3 separate regions of the Zea mays genome follow, and all the other regions are linked to region 1. The links are chromatin contacts, called in public Hi-C maps. All regions are on one chromosome and are shown on one strand. The core of a region is the stretch at or near the end of the contact, and the rest is flanking DNA. Distances in the headings are between cores, read along the strand shown.

What was found. A called contact is a pair of places that touch in the nucleus more often than the background predicts.
Region 2: a contact with region 1 is called in a Hi-C map of tassel, with 2.1 times the contacts expected there. The contact joins the promoter of LOC100273996 here to the enhancer-like site in region 1. A contact is called at or near these places in 2 of 25 Hi-C or Micro-C datasets (leaf and tassel).
Region 3: a contact with region 1 is called in a Hi-C map of tassel, with 2.5 times the contacts expected there. The contact joins the promoter of LOC100191533 here to the enhancer-like site in region 1. A contact is called at or near these places in 4 of 25 Hi-C or Micro-C datasets (ear, leaf and tassel).

Annotation. Positions count from the first base shown.
Region 1 is chr1:219,979,877-219,984,346 of Zm-B73-REFERENCE-NAM-5.0, reverse strand. It overlaps the pseudogene LOC109942112. Among protein-coding and RNA genes, the nearest start is that of LOC103643292, 98 kb to the right of the region's middle. Within about 2 kb of position 1,801, at least 15 of the 20 cell types and tissues checked have an H3K27ac peak or open chromatin away from gene starts, as enhancers often do. A contact at or near this core is called in ear, leaf and tassel, where this site is marked.
Region 2 is chr1:219,725,082-219,729,551 of Zm-B73-REFERENCE-NAM-5.0, reverse strand. LOC100273996 reads right to left here and starts at 2,356. Exons shown (of 11, transcript NM_001148382.1): 1 at 2,209-2,356; 2 at 1,956-2,100; 3 at 1,738-1,848; 4 at 1,586-1,646; 5 at 1,383-1,501; 6 at 971-1,056; 7 at 694-895; 8 at 250-303. The coding sequence starts at 2,246.
Region 3 is chr1:220,214,980-220,219,449 of Zm-B73-REFERENCE-NAM-5.0, reverse strand. LOC100191533 reads left to right here and starts at 2,482. Exons shown (of 3, transcript NM_001367463.1): 1 at 2,482-2,717; 2 at 2,815-2,944; 3 at 3,072-3,922. The coding sequence starts at 2,585. The coding sequence ends at 3,774.

The sequences.
Region 1 (4,470 bases), core at 552-3,051:
AACCTAGTGTCTATTTTACATTTAACCACTTCCATATAAAACCGTTGGATCTAGACTGGATGCTCTGGATAGTTTGATTGCACGCTTGCACCAAAATGAGTGATTGCACGGGATATGTCATATATATATATATATATATATATATATATATATATATATATATATATATATATATATATATATATATATATATATATATATATATATAAAGGGTCTGGATTTGATCTGCTAGCAGTAGCACAAGTTGGCACAGGCTATGAATCTCTCAGCAGTTACGTTGGTTCAGTAGATTTTCACATAAAAAATTCCGGACATCAGGTGGAAATAGTTAAGTTTAACCATTCGGTCTGAAAGATAAACTAGTTTATTTGAGGGGTTAAACAAGAATAGTTGGTTAGTTCGAAGCTGGAAATATTATGGAAATACAAAGAGATTATCAGAGCCATGCGAAAAATGTGATGAACAAAGAAAACTACATGTCAGCTGAATCATTTGAAGAAAAAAAATGAAATGAACACTGTTTATCTTTGCATCTCAATTTGCAGATAAAAAATCCACTTGTCGCGATCAGAGTCTCTACCGCCTCACATATATACTAGCTAGCTAGCTATCCTCTGCTCAAAAACGTCATGAATACTTTTTTAGACAGGAGTAAGTTAGGTACACGTACTGTCTCTGAGAATATAACATTATCTTTGAGAACACTGATGCAGGTTTGAACAAGCTAGCTAGAAACATAAAATGCCAAGAGCAAGAGGGCACTGGGAAAAAAGAAAGAAAGGCAAGATAGCCATTGAGATATGCTTGGGACAAAAATCCAGAAGAGACATCAGTACATCACCCCACACCGTACCTGCTATCTTTTTAACAAAACAACAAGGTCACATAAATTTACAACGTGAATAAACAATGAAATCAACAGTGTTCTTGCCGGTCTCAACTTTTTGCAGGAAGAGTGTTAGATCTTCGTCACATCACAGGCAAAGCAAGTCACACCACAAACAAGCTTTGGGTGTTGTCATCCTGTGCAATGCGAGAACCATAATAATAATAAATCCCGAGAAGAAACTAATTAAGTTGGACTGGAGACCTACAAGTTACCACTAATGATAGATATAGGAATCTTTCTCATTGTGCGATGGCATGTGATTTGCATTGGAAAAGGCCACGCAATGTTTGAACGGACGGTACCAATGGTGCCTGGAAAGGCGGTAGAAAAGGCTCAAAGGATCTGCTAGCTGGGGAAAAGCTGGTCGAAGTAGGATCGCTGCATCAATTAGCTTTTCCCGCTTGAAGACTTCAATCATGAACTGGGGGGGGGGGGGCTGTTTCAGTGCTTTGAGTAGTCCTAGGTCTGACAGTTGCTAAGGTTTCTTAGTGGCCAAGACACTTGAGCCTCGTCTGTTTGGTGTTTGTGACCAAAGATTATCATGCTAAAGATTTAGCAAGCCAAAGTTAGGTAAAAAAAATATCATAAATTTGATAAGCCAAATATGAGAGGTAAGATGGACTTTGGTGACCAGCCAAATTTAGGGCTTACCAAATCATTGAATCAAATAACTGAGGTTGTAACTTTATAAACCAATAGCATATGTATGCTACATGCTTTCATTGTGTTTTTGCCTTGTACTAAAACTGTGGATGATCAAAATAGTTGAAGGAAAACGCAACCAAAAAAAAACACCTTGCACTGGAAACTAGTGGGCCTTATTTTGTATTATGGACTGTATAACTGGGCTTGTACATAGGCCGCAGGGAGAGGATATACCGAGTGTTCAGTATCTCGTTGGGCTCTGTTTGGACAAGCATTTGCACTGCAATAGGGCAACGGAAAGGTTGTCGTAAAGTCAGCCCACACAGAAAGGTGTGCAGTATGCGTTTTCCTGAAAGATGTAAGTATTAAATTGAGTATGGTTCATTCCCTCGAAAGTGTTTCTTATTAAATAAGGCACAACGATAACTAAATATGTAAAATATAAATTTATTTTTAAAAGAAACTGTTTTTGTATTAGTATATTTTGCAACACTTTACATCCTACGTTTGATTTTTGGCTTTCTATTTTTTTTTTCTAAATGACTAAAAAAAGAGAAATGTATCGTAACTGTTTCAAAAGAGAAGATAGAGAAGTATGTTTTATAATTACTTCAAGTAGGTTTTATAGTTAGTTCAATCAAAACATCTTAAAGTAGCATAGAGCTCACAGAACCAAACAAGCTATTGGTCTAATTTGGTCTATTTATTCTTTGTATTGAAAAAGTCTAACTAACTCTTAAATATTGATGATTGTCTACATCACTCTCTCATCTATATAATTAGGTATCCTACCCCTTAAAGCATTAGAAACTTCAAAATAATCTACTGAGGTTGTTTGTTTTAAACATGGTTCTGCGGATTATATGGGTGGTGCGGTGGTGTCATGGTGATGAGTCAACAAATTGTTACTATATAATACTCTAATATATGATGGGTTAACTGCATAACCCATATAGCTACAAAACTTTATATTACAACTCTTAGTTCATTTAATAATGTTCAAATGATCTTTAGATGACTTATGATCGTTTTGACATAGTACATCGTACTAGCCCGAGCACATATACTTGGACATGAGTCTAACCATTGACTCCATCTTCCTAATTTTCTAGTTTATGCCCCACCGCCACCGAGGAGCGCATAGCCTCATGTAGTCATATTTTTCTGATCCATCTATCAACACTCCTCAATGTCATTGAGCTCATGCATCACATCTATGCTTTGAAAATTTTAAGCTGATGGAGAGATTACGTTGAGGCTCTCTCACCCTTCAGACTTAGAATATGAGCGATCAATGATTATTTTATTTAGTTGTGTTAACTAGGATTTGAACTTAAGACCTCTGATGTTGATATTATATTAAGTTGTATGCAACAACTAGTTCAACACAAAAGCATAGGGCTTGTTTGGATACATAAGGAATGGTGGGGATTTAGGGGCATATAATCCAAATAAGCCCTTAATATAACGAGGAGAGGTGGACAACTTGTACTAGTAAGGTGCTCGTGCTAACGATACAACAATTCTAAAAGACAATGAAGTGAATACACATTAAGAATTATGTCAAAAGTGATCAGGGTGAGGGGAGCAAAAAATATGAATCTTAAAATGATGATTAGTCTTTGTTTTGGTCTTGATGGGGGGGGGGGGGGGGACTTGAAGAATGAAAACCTTTCAGCCGCTTGCAGAGTTCGGTACTATATAGGGATATTGCTATGTTTGGCAGATCTATGGAACTAAAAGAAAACACAAATTTGTGAGAGATGTGCAAACATGTGGATAAATAGAAGAAAATTCTATTGCTTGGAAACCTATTTGCTACCTTGGAAGTATATTCTGATTGTGAATCTGAATATTTGCTTGAATTTCACGACTTATGTTAATGCATAATGTCTTCATTTTAAGATATGCATCAGATATAGTCATAGTGTCTGTAAGAAGGCTGTCGTTATTGCTTGATAATTATTCATCTGTCTCCTCATATGCCTCCTGTACTTTTTTTGCAGCAACAGTCTATAAAAGAGTTTCTTTATATTATTGCCTTTGAAAAAGAATCAGGGGAAAACAAAGACTAATCGTCACTTTTGCTCCCCCTCGTCACTTTTGTGTGTGTTGACTGTGGACGTGTGGAGTGTGGACGTAGGGATGAGAGAGCGCCGGACACGGACGTACGGAGGGGCAGATCACCGTAGCCGTGTTGGGCGTAGTAGGGGAGATTGGAGAGCAGTGTCTCGTTGATGTCGAACACCCAGGCATCGCGTCCATCGGTGCCGACCAGTGTGCTGGCGCGCGTGTAAGCGACTCACTCCCGTGCCACGAGGTCGAGGTCATATTTGGTTCGCGGCTAACTGAACTAACCTTAGGTAGAAAAAGCTAGGCAAAGTGTGACAACTTAAGCAACAAATCAAACATGCCCGCACATGCGGCACACATTTTTGTGGCACTGCCACCTATGGCGCAAGGTTGTTGGCCTCGCTCACGAGTCACCAGCTGGCACAACACACGTCCATCGGCACAACGTCGGGCTCGTCCCTGTCCCACGTCGACGGGAGCTCGATGATGAGCGGGCGCGGCAGGAGGTGTTGTGTGTCTGGCACTGCCTCAGACGCGCCCTGCACGAGGTTCGCCTCTGCCTTAGTGGAGAAGCTCCAGTGGCGAGGGGCATGACCAACAGGAGAAAGAGGAATAGTGTAGCGACTAGGTGGGCGTGGCCACCGCGCGCCATGTCCTGGCTTGCTATCGCCATGTGGGGGCGGGGCATCGCGGATGATAACAGTGGAGGAGTAGGGAGTTGTGGCTAGGGCTTTTAGAATTGCAGTGGTGTGGAGGAAGGAGATGACATGGCTCGTCGTAGTGGTTATGGCGATTGTTGGAGCGAAGGCGAAGACGCTACCCTTCGCTCCAGGCCTTCGTCACCTCGCTGCACCAACGAAAGC
Region 2 (4,470 bases), core at 1,107-3,606, 260 kb after region 1:
CGTATAATATGTATATTTTTGGTACTTTATAATCTGGACATCTTTAAAGCATGCTCTGAATAAATAGCAAGGAAGTGAATTTATCTGCAGCCAAAATGACATGACAACATTTTTCATGAAGTTTATTTCCAAAGCAAGAAAGAAAAGCCTGTCCCTCAATATGTTTGTGTCATCTGGTGCCTTGACAGGATAAAACAGCACATAATAAGATGATAACCCTGAATTAAAGAATCAAGATAATGGAAATACCTCTCCCTGTATAGTTAGTGCAGTTGAATGCCAGCCTCCAGCAGCAATGTCAACCTGAAAATTTAAGATGTTGGAGTATATGCAACAAGTGAGAAATCAGGAAAGCAATGTGCAGACAAATTATGAATTTATGCACATACAGTGGTGTCCTCAAAAAAAGAACCAGGATGTCATTCTTTGCTTAATCAATTTCAAACATAGTATTCCTAGTGTGCAATGACAATAAGTGGAAGGCCCCAAAAGGATGAAGCTTGTTAGCTAAATGAAAGCTGAACCAATGAGAGATCGAGCTTGGGGAAAAAGAACTAAGTTTAGAGGGGAAAAATATCTTGGTTTGTCGTCCTTAAAATAAGCTCATTTGGCAATAGCTTGTGAAAGTCACTGATGACAAACTAATTCCAAAACGTGTCAGAAAAACAAAGAAAAGGAATCAATCTGACTCACCAGTGAGAGATCAGATAGTCCTTCAACGCGTATAGGGTGTGATCTTGGTTGGGTATCTCCAGTCCCCAGCTGACCATACTCATTATTACCCCATGCCCACAAAATTCCATCCTCTGTGAGTGCCAAATTATGGAATGCACCTACAGCAATGACCCTCACTTTCTCAAGGCCTTGCACGCGTACTGGTGTCGATATTTGCTTGCTGAGAGAAGACACATGATCAACAGTAGATTCAAGAAGAAAATAAAAAAAGATATTTCATCATAAGGCCCCATACATATCACCAGGAGGCCATGGCTGTCCCCATGTCCAAACGTGACCTTCTTGAGTCAAAACCACTGAATGTGTCCCTCCAGCAGCTACCTAGAATTAGCAAATGAATAAGCAAGCCAAAAGCTAACAAACTGAAATCATGAGTACAGCACCCAAAAGTTGCCGCATCATTTCACGACAGGAATAATTCATTTGAGCTATAGACACTACAACTGTCCGGTTCCATCATACAAACTATCTTATATGTGGTTTGTGATCAGACTACTTCCTTAGCAACAAAGCATATGCTAAAGTGACAACATGATCCAAAATTAGTTGGATTCCTTCCAACCAACGCACTGAACCAAAATTGGAAAAAAAAAATCCAAAAACATTTCCACACTACTTGCACAACGCTCGAATCCAATTCCACTCACTTGCCGGACTTTGAGCTTGGGTGCGCACCGCTGTGGGGTCGGGATGTCCCTCCTGAGCGCCCTCGTCCCGTCCTCCTTCCTCTCAGGCTCCTCACCGCACTGCCCGTACTCGTTTCCCCCTGCACAATCCATGCACATTGCATCAAAGCAAGTAAGCAACCAGAAACCAGTCACGGAAAACGCAGGGAAGCGAGTGCCCCTACCCCAGGCGTAGGCGTGCCCATTGTCGTCAACTGCAAGGCAATGCCACCCACCAATCGCCGCCTGAATGAACCAAGGAAACCATAGGCAGAGCCTCTTCCGTCAGCAGCACACGGACATGAACCTCGCAGGGTAAAGCGGAACTGAGGCGCACCTGGACGATCTTCAACCCCGCGAGGGCGTGGACGGGGCCAGGGGAGCTCTCCGTCTTGGTCTTCGGCGGGTGCCCGAGCGTGCCGCGCTGGTTCCACCCCCAAGTGAAGAGCTGCGCACGGCAAGGAACCCCAGCCCAAGCAATCGGGTCAGAACAGAAGCTCTCCAGGAAATGAACAAGCACGATCAACAGGCAACGGGTTGGGGAAGGGGACGCACGCGGCCGTCTTCGCAGATGGCGAGGGAGTTGCGGCTACCGGCTACGACGGCGGTGACGGCGTAGGAACCGAGTGCCTCCACGCAGTGTGCCCAGTCCTTCTCCTCGTTCCCGCCCATGCCAAGCTGCCCGTCCTCCCCGGAACCCCTGTACAAAACGAGAACCAGAGCAATCAGTGGCCCGCCGCGACGCGAGAAACGGAGTTGCCCGCCGCGCCCCTCGCGCACGAGAGAGAACGCGCGAGAGTGAGCGCACCACGCGAGGACCGCGGTGGCGCGGGGCGGGGCAGCCATGGCGGTGGCGGCGCTCGGTGTCGGCGCTCGGTGTCGGCGGGAGCCAAGGAACACGGGGCAGCAAGCAGCCGACGCACGCGGTGTGGCGCCGCGGTGGATGTGGGTTTTCGTGCGCGCAAGACAAGCGCCCCGCGTGCGTGGCTTTTGTGGCTATGATTTGGGCTCTCTCTTCTGCCGCGGGCCCGCGGCCGTGTCATCTGCTGCAGGAAAAGGATGGCAGAGGCAGGGGCAGCGGGCAGCCCTATCTTTCTGGGCGTCTGTCCGGTCCGTGCGGCGTGAGCGTGACCTGTGGTCATGGGTTTTTGTGCTCGGCGCAATACTAGTAGGGTTTTTCTTTTAACTTTTCGTGGCATCCTGGTGGTTCCATCGTTCCGCCCACGTCTCGATGAGTCACGCAAGTGATCTGCAAAGATTCTTGTCAGGCGTGTTCAGCCCTCGTCTAGCGTCACATACACCGTATGATTGGATGGGTGCTTGTGCGCAGCCTGGCTCACATACGCGTTTGACATCCTAAATACAATGAATTAAATATGTGCTGACTCATAGTCAATTCATGTGAAGAATCTGGGTCTCCTAATGCAGACAACCAAACATATAGATAGTGAACTTATCATGATAGACTCTTTAAACTATATAAAAATTTTATGATATATATAAATATATATATACGCTAATTTTATTTGTAAAATAAAAACAAATACATTGATATATTTAATTTAACATGTCAAATAATTATCGAGAAATAAAGTTGACCAAAATAATAATATATTTGTATCTTGGAGCTATTATGATTACCATAACGAAGAACAAAACTTAATCACATTCATTGCTTCTCATAAAAAAGATACTTTTTCGAGCATTTCTTGATGCAAAATCATTATTGGAATCAATAGTGTCCAAGATATCCTTCTCAATACAGTACATAGCCAAGCCATTCAACCTTTACAGTGATATAGCTGATCTCAGATAGTCCTTCAACAACTTCAATTTTGAGAAATTTCTTTCAGCCAAACATACAGTCACAGGTACGTTTAAGAGAATTCGATAGGCAATTGTAACATTTGGATAGCAATCTGCATCCATAACAAACTTTAGAACCTTAGGCGCTAGCATCGAAGAATTTGGGGGGCCGCCTGTCAGGGGGAGGGCGGACATGCGGGCGCACGCGCGCGCGAGGCTTAGATGGGCCGAGCTGGGCTGGTTGGGCCAAATTGGTTTTTCCCTTTTTCCTGGAATTTCTAATGGCTTTTCTATTTATTTTCTCTAGGGTTTCCAAATCAAATTCAAACCAAATGCAAATTCAAACCCTTTCAAACATGTGCATCAAACAAAAGAATAATTTAGGCTCAACATAATGCAACATTTCATGACTCACATTGTTTTAACAAAATAAATACTTAATCCCTATCCTAATTAACTTAATTCTAATCAAAAGAAAGAGAGGGAGAGACTAAAGAGAGAGCAAGAGATAACACCTGAATTTGGTAGATATTTAGAAAGAAATTTTATACACCAAATTCAGGGTGTTACAAGTTCTCCTCCGAGTACGATGGCTCTCCTCCGCCGGCATACCCCGCGGCGGCGTCCGATGACTCGGGCGATTCCATGGGGCTGTCGGTGGCCGAGCGGGCCTACATCCGATCCATCGAGCGAGCAGGGATCAGGGGTCGGATGACTCGGAGGGGGAGGACTCCTTGGAAGACTCCGAGCAGGAGGTCGGCAGCAGCGACGACGATGGGGGCGGTGCCAGCCATGGCGCGGATGGTGGCGACGCTAGCGGCGGCGATAGGAGCGATGGTGACGATGGTGGCGGCAACGACAATGTCGGTGGCGATGTGCCACTGGCATAAATAATAGTATAGTGTAGTAGTATGTAGTAGGTAGTGGTAGTGGTAGTGGTGGTAGTAGTAGTAGAAATGGAAATGGTGATGAAGGAGTGAGGGATGACAGGGTCGGTTCATAATGAGCCAGCCCTTCCCTTTGTAACGACCTCTTTCTAATGAATGAAATGTGGTTGTTGTTCTTAGTATCTTCTGTTCTATTCAACTTGTTCCGCCTGATCAATCCAATTGAGTGAACCCAACTGACAGGCTTTACTGACAGATCCGACTGATAACTTCGACTAGTGAATTCGTCTGATAGGCCCAACTAACAAATCCACCTGACTTACTCCATCCAATTGAGGTCTGGTCTGAATTACTTGTCTGTCATGATGCGCCCAAAT
Region 3 (4,470 bases), core at 1,233-3,732, 230 kb before region 1:
TCTCATCATCAAGGGATTTGAATATCTCTTTCTCCGTATAGCAAACCATCAAATCATTCATCCAATCATCTTCAATTTTGTTACGCAATTCTCTCTTAATGTTCATTGCCGAAAATATTCTCTCAACACTTGCTGTTGAGACGGGTAATAACAAGGCCAACTCAATTAGCTTGAAAACCAAAGGGAACACAAGATGCTTTTTTAGTTTCAACCATCTTCATAGATAGATATGCAATATCTTCACAAGTACCAAAAGCAGCATGCCTTCGCACGTGGACAATGTATGTCTCAAGTTGCTCTCTTAATATTGCACATTCAATAACTGAAAAATCCTTATCATATAGAGTACCAAGTCGAACAAGTTTCTCTATATCAAAATCGCAAAATAAGTTCTTTGGATCGAGGCAAGAAAAGCAAACAAGCAACTCGCTAGAAACTTTTAAAGTGATGGCATAACTCAGTGTTGACTAAGTCAGTACCTGTGCGTTGTAACGGGGATATATAATATCTCGATAACTTATATATGCATGTATGTGTTATATAGTTATAGTTATGAGATAACTATATAATCGCTCCGTGTCCTACTACATGCGCGCGCACGTTTCGTCGCAGTTTCGTATTCTCATTATTTCCAGACAGCAAATAATCGAGGAACGAAGAAAAAAAACCACGTACGCGGCGGATTCATGCGAATTACGCCTAGATGATAATAGCTTTTCGCTAGCAATGGTCGGCTGGACAATTCCGCATCGTTCGCCACGGCCGCGTAAATAAAACACACAACACGATCAGACCAAAAAGTTCTGTTGCTGATGTTAGTTTAACCGAGGACGCTATGCCGAGTGCGGCAATCAGCAAAGAGTTTGTCGAGTGCTTTTGGTTTTTTGAGAGTCGGAAAAGAAGCTGTCTCCGGTAGTGCATGATAATTTTAGCTCAGTCGTGAAAGGAGAAAGAAAAATGGAAACATATCCTATGCATAAGACTGAGTTCGTTCATCAATCATCGGCTAATGTGTTTTATAAGAACTATCTTTCACGCTCTTCATCCCATTCCATGCCCAGTTATATATTTGAAAAAAACTAGTTTAGGAATAAGTGGATTAGAGGGAATTGAAGGAGATTTTAGCCCGAGCTTGTTCGGTTAGAAGTGGATTGAGGGGTATTCGAGTGGACTAAATCCCAATTTGTATAGGAGGGGGATTTAATCCCCTCAATTTACTTCTAACCGAACAAGCCTTTAGGGCCCGTTCGTTTCTGCTGAAACAGACCAGGATTAATTCCAAATCTCTAAAGCTTATATATAGTAATTATTGAAAGAATCCAAGTCAGATTTATTCCACCCCTTCGTTCTATGCGAAACGAACAGACCCTTAAGGTATGTACAGCTACGAAAGAATTGAGGGGATCAAATCCAATCCTATTTAAAATTGAATAAAAGAAGATTTAATCTCCCTTAATTCCATATGATTCTTATGCCTTAAACGGCGTTCGATTGCATCTGGATCGAAGAGGATTGAGGGGGTTTAATCCCTTCAATCCAGACGCAATTGAATCAAACCTTAGAGTTTGTTCGGTTGCAAAATAATTAGAGGGAATTAGATCTCTTTGTACTCAAAATTAATCCCTCTCAAACCCCTTCGATTCGAAGTCCCTCTCCCTGCTCCCAAATAAGACCTACACAGGTTCAACCGAATGTTGTTGAACGAATAGTACGGATTAAACTTATAAATTTGTACGTTAAGGTGATCTTGTATATGACAAGGCAGCGGACGGCTGTAGGCTTTGCAGTGCAGCACTTGCAATTGCAACGCAAGCATAAACGGACCCATGAGCAGAAGCTCATCAGACGGGCCCGCCCGCCTCAGGGCGCCACGTGGTAGGTTATTGAACCAACCAACGGTGCTGACGGCCGCCCGGGCCCCGCCGCTCAGGTTCATGGATTCGACGACGTCACACTTACGCACGCAAGCTGCTAACCACTACCACGACATCCCTTGTTTTTGTGAAATACTAGCATATAGATCTCAGTAGTAAGCGGTTTGACCGCGACGGCGACAACGACGGCGATAGTGGCGCGAGGAAGGTGCCGGCTGCGGTGACAAGAGTGAGATGTAGGGGCGGGGTCGTAGGAGAGACAAGAGATGAGCGATGAAGGATGATTTAAATAATATTGATTATCATATTTGATTGATTAAGGGAGGATGAGTTATCCAGTAATCTGATCTGTTGATTTTAATAGTATATTAAATCTGGCTACAATTTATTGAGTGAGTTTTGCAAAGTTTAAACTGTTAGATTATATAATGGTATAGATAGATAAATAGCGTGGTCGATGGATCACGCATAGTCGACGCATGACATGCATTACGGTTAATAGTATATCTATGTACGTGCATGTCCTCTCCCATGCTCCGCCCCGTTGCCTTATAAAGGCACGCAGCAGGACGGAACTGCACTGCACCTCGAGCACCCCCCGGCCCGTCGTCTACAGTCTACAGCACACATCGCAGCAGCTCGCGACCATCGTCCATCCGCTCAATTGTGATCGATCGAGCTGCGAGCCCATCGCCTCTAGCTAAGCTACCATGGGTCGGCAGCCGTGCTGCGACAAGGTGGGGCTGAAGAAGGGGCCGTGGACAGCGGAGGAGGACCAGAAGCTCGTCAGCTTCATCCTCGGCAACAGGCAGTGCTGCTGGCGCGCCGTGCCCAAGCTTGCCGGTGCGTATCTATCTATCTATGTACGTGCATGCTCGATCGATCGTCGCAGCTTTTGTCATGACGAGAGAAGCTTGTCGCGCGTTGCCATGCCATGCAGGGCTGCTGCGGTGCGGGAAGAGCTGCCGGCTGCGCTGGACCAACTACCTGCGGCCGGACCTCAAGAGGGGCCTGCTCTCCGACGCCGAGGAGAAGCTCGTCATCGACCTGCATGCTCAGCTCGGCAACAGGTGCCATGCATGCATTGCATACCCCCACTTCTGAAAATGAACTGTGTTCTGTATCTATCTTAGATTACATATTTGAAGGAAAATAAGCTTAGTTTTCTTTTTTTTTAATGTTCTTAAAAAATGTTAGGTGGTCAAAGATTGCGTCGCACATGCCAGGACGAACGGACAACGAGATTAAGAACCACTGGAACACCCACATCAAGAAGAAGCTCAGGAAGATGGGGATCGACCCCCTCACCCACAAGCCCCTCCCGCCGCCTGATCCGCATCCGCCGAAGGACCACCAGAGCCCACCGCACACCGCCACAGGTGGCTCGCCGGAAGCGCCGCCATCTCCGTCGCCGAAGCCTCCACAGGAGAAGACGGCAGTACCGGTGATGACGCCAGCTAGCCAGCAAGAAGCAGGTGACGATGACGTGCCGCTCCTCAGCAACTACTACCCAGGCTTCTGCACCGACGAGGTACCCATGATGGACCCGGACGAGATCATGGTGCCTCTGGACGACGGGCGGACGGCGCCGCCGACGTCGACGATTTTCTCGACCACGACCACGACGTCCTACTCTGCAGCCTCCGACTCCGTGTCGTCGTCCTTGAGCCGCGACGAGGACCCGCTGTTCCCGCTCATGGACTTGGAGTTCCCCGACATCGCGTTCCAGATGGGGCTACTAGACGACATGGTCGCGTCGTGGGACGACTCCTTGGCGCAGCAGCCGCTGTCGCCATCCCCTGTCTACGACGACGACTATGCAAACCAGCTGCAGATCAGGAGCGGCGTTGCGTTTGACCAGGAGCCAGGGAACAAGATTGTGCTCTTCTCTAGCTATTAGGCAGTTAACCCCTTTAATAAATGAGATATGCACCTCCTTACACCTTACTGGTCACTGCACTAAACTAGCAAATTACTCCGACACGACGGTTGTTCATTCTGTTAACTGCAACTGCTTTCTAGTTATATAATCAAGATTTGTTAAACCATTCCAAGATGGGTGATAATCACATAATACGCCAAATAGCGCTAGCTGTTTTCTATGGGTGTGTGGTGCCTATTGCGTTTTCCAGTAGTAACCATATGTGAGGATTGGACTACGAAATCCTTTTAGTCTCGATTTTTTTAGTAAACCCGTATTAAAGGAGGGATTATTATCAGGTTAGACAACTAAAATTAAATAAAATCTTTAGTCCTTGTTAATAATACCAAAATTAACTAAGGAATTACTCGGTTGCGTCTATATCGAAGGGTTAATTTCTCTCTAGTTAAAATTGAATAGAGTGAAATTTAATATTCCTCAACCCTCTCACGCAACTAAACAAGGTCTAAAGAATTTTTCTATTCAATTTTTTTTATAGTTTTCTTATTTAATTACTTTAAATTTTAAGTTTTTCCTTTATATATAATCTGTGTGAACATATAAGTTTCTCGACCATATATATGCATATATAGATGTACATTTTTGGTTACTCGTGTTTTATTCCTGTGTAAGACGAAAAACAAGACAACACAATTGAACCAAGCTTCACCTTCA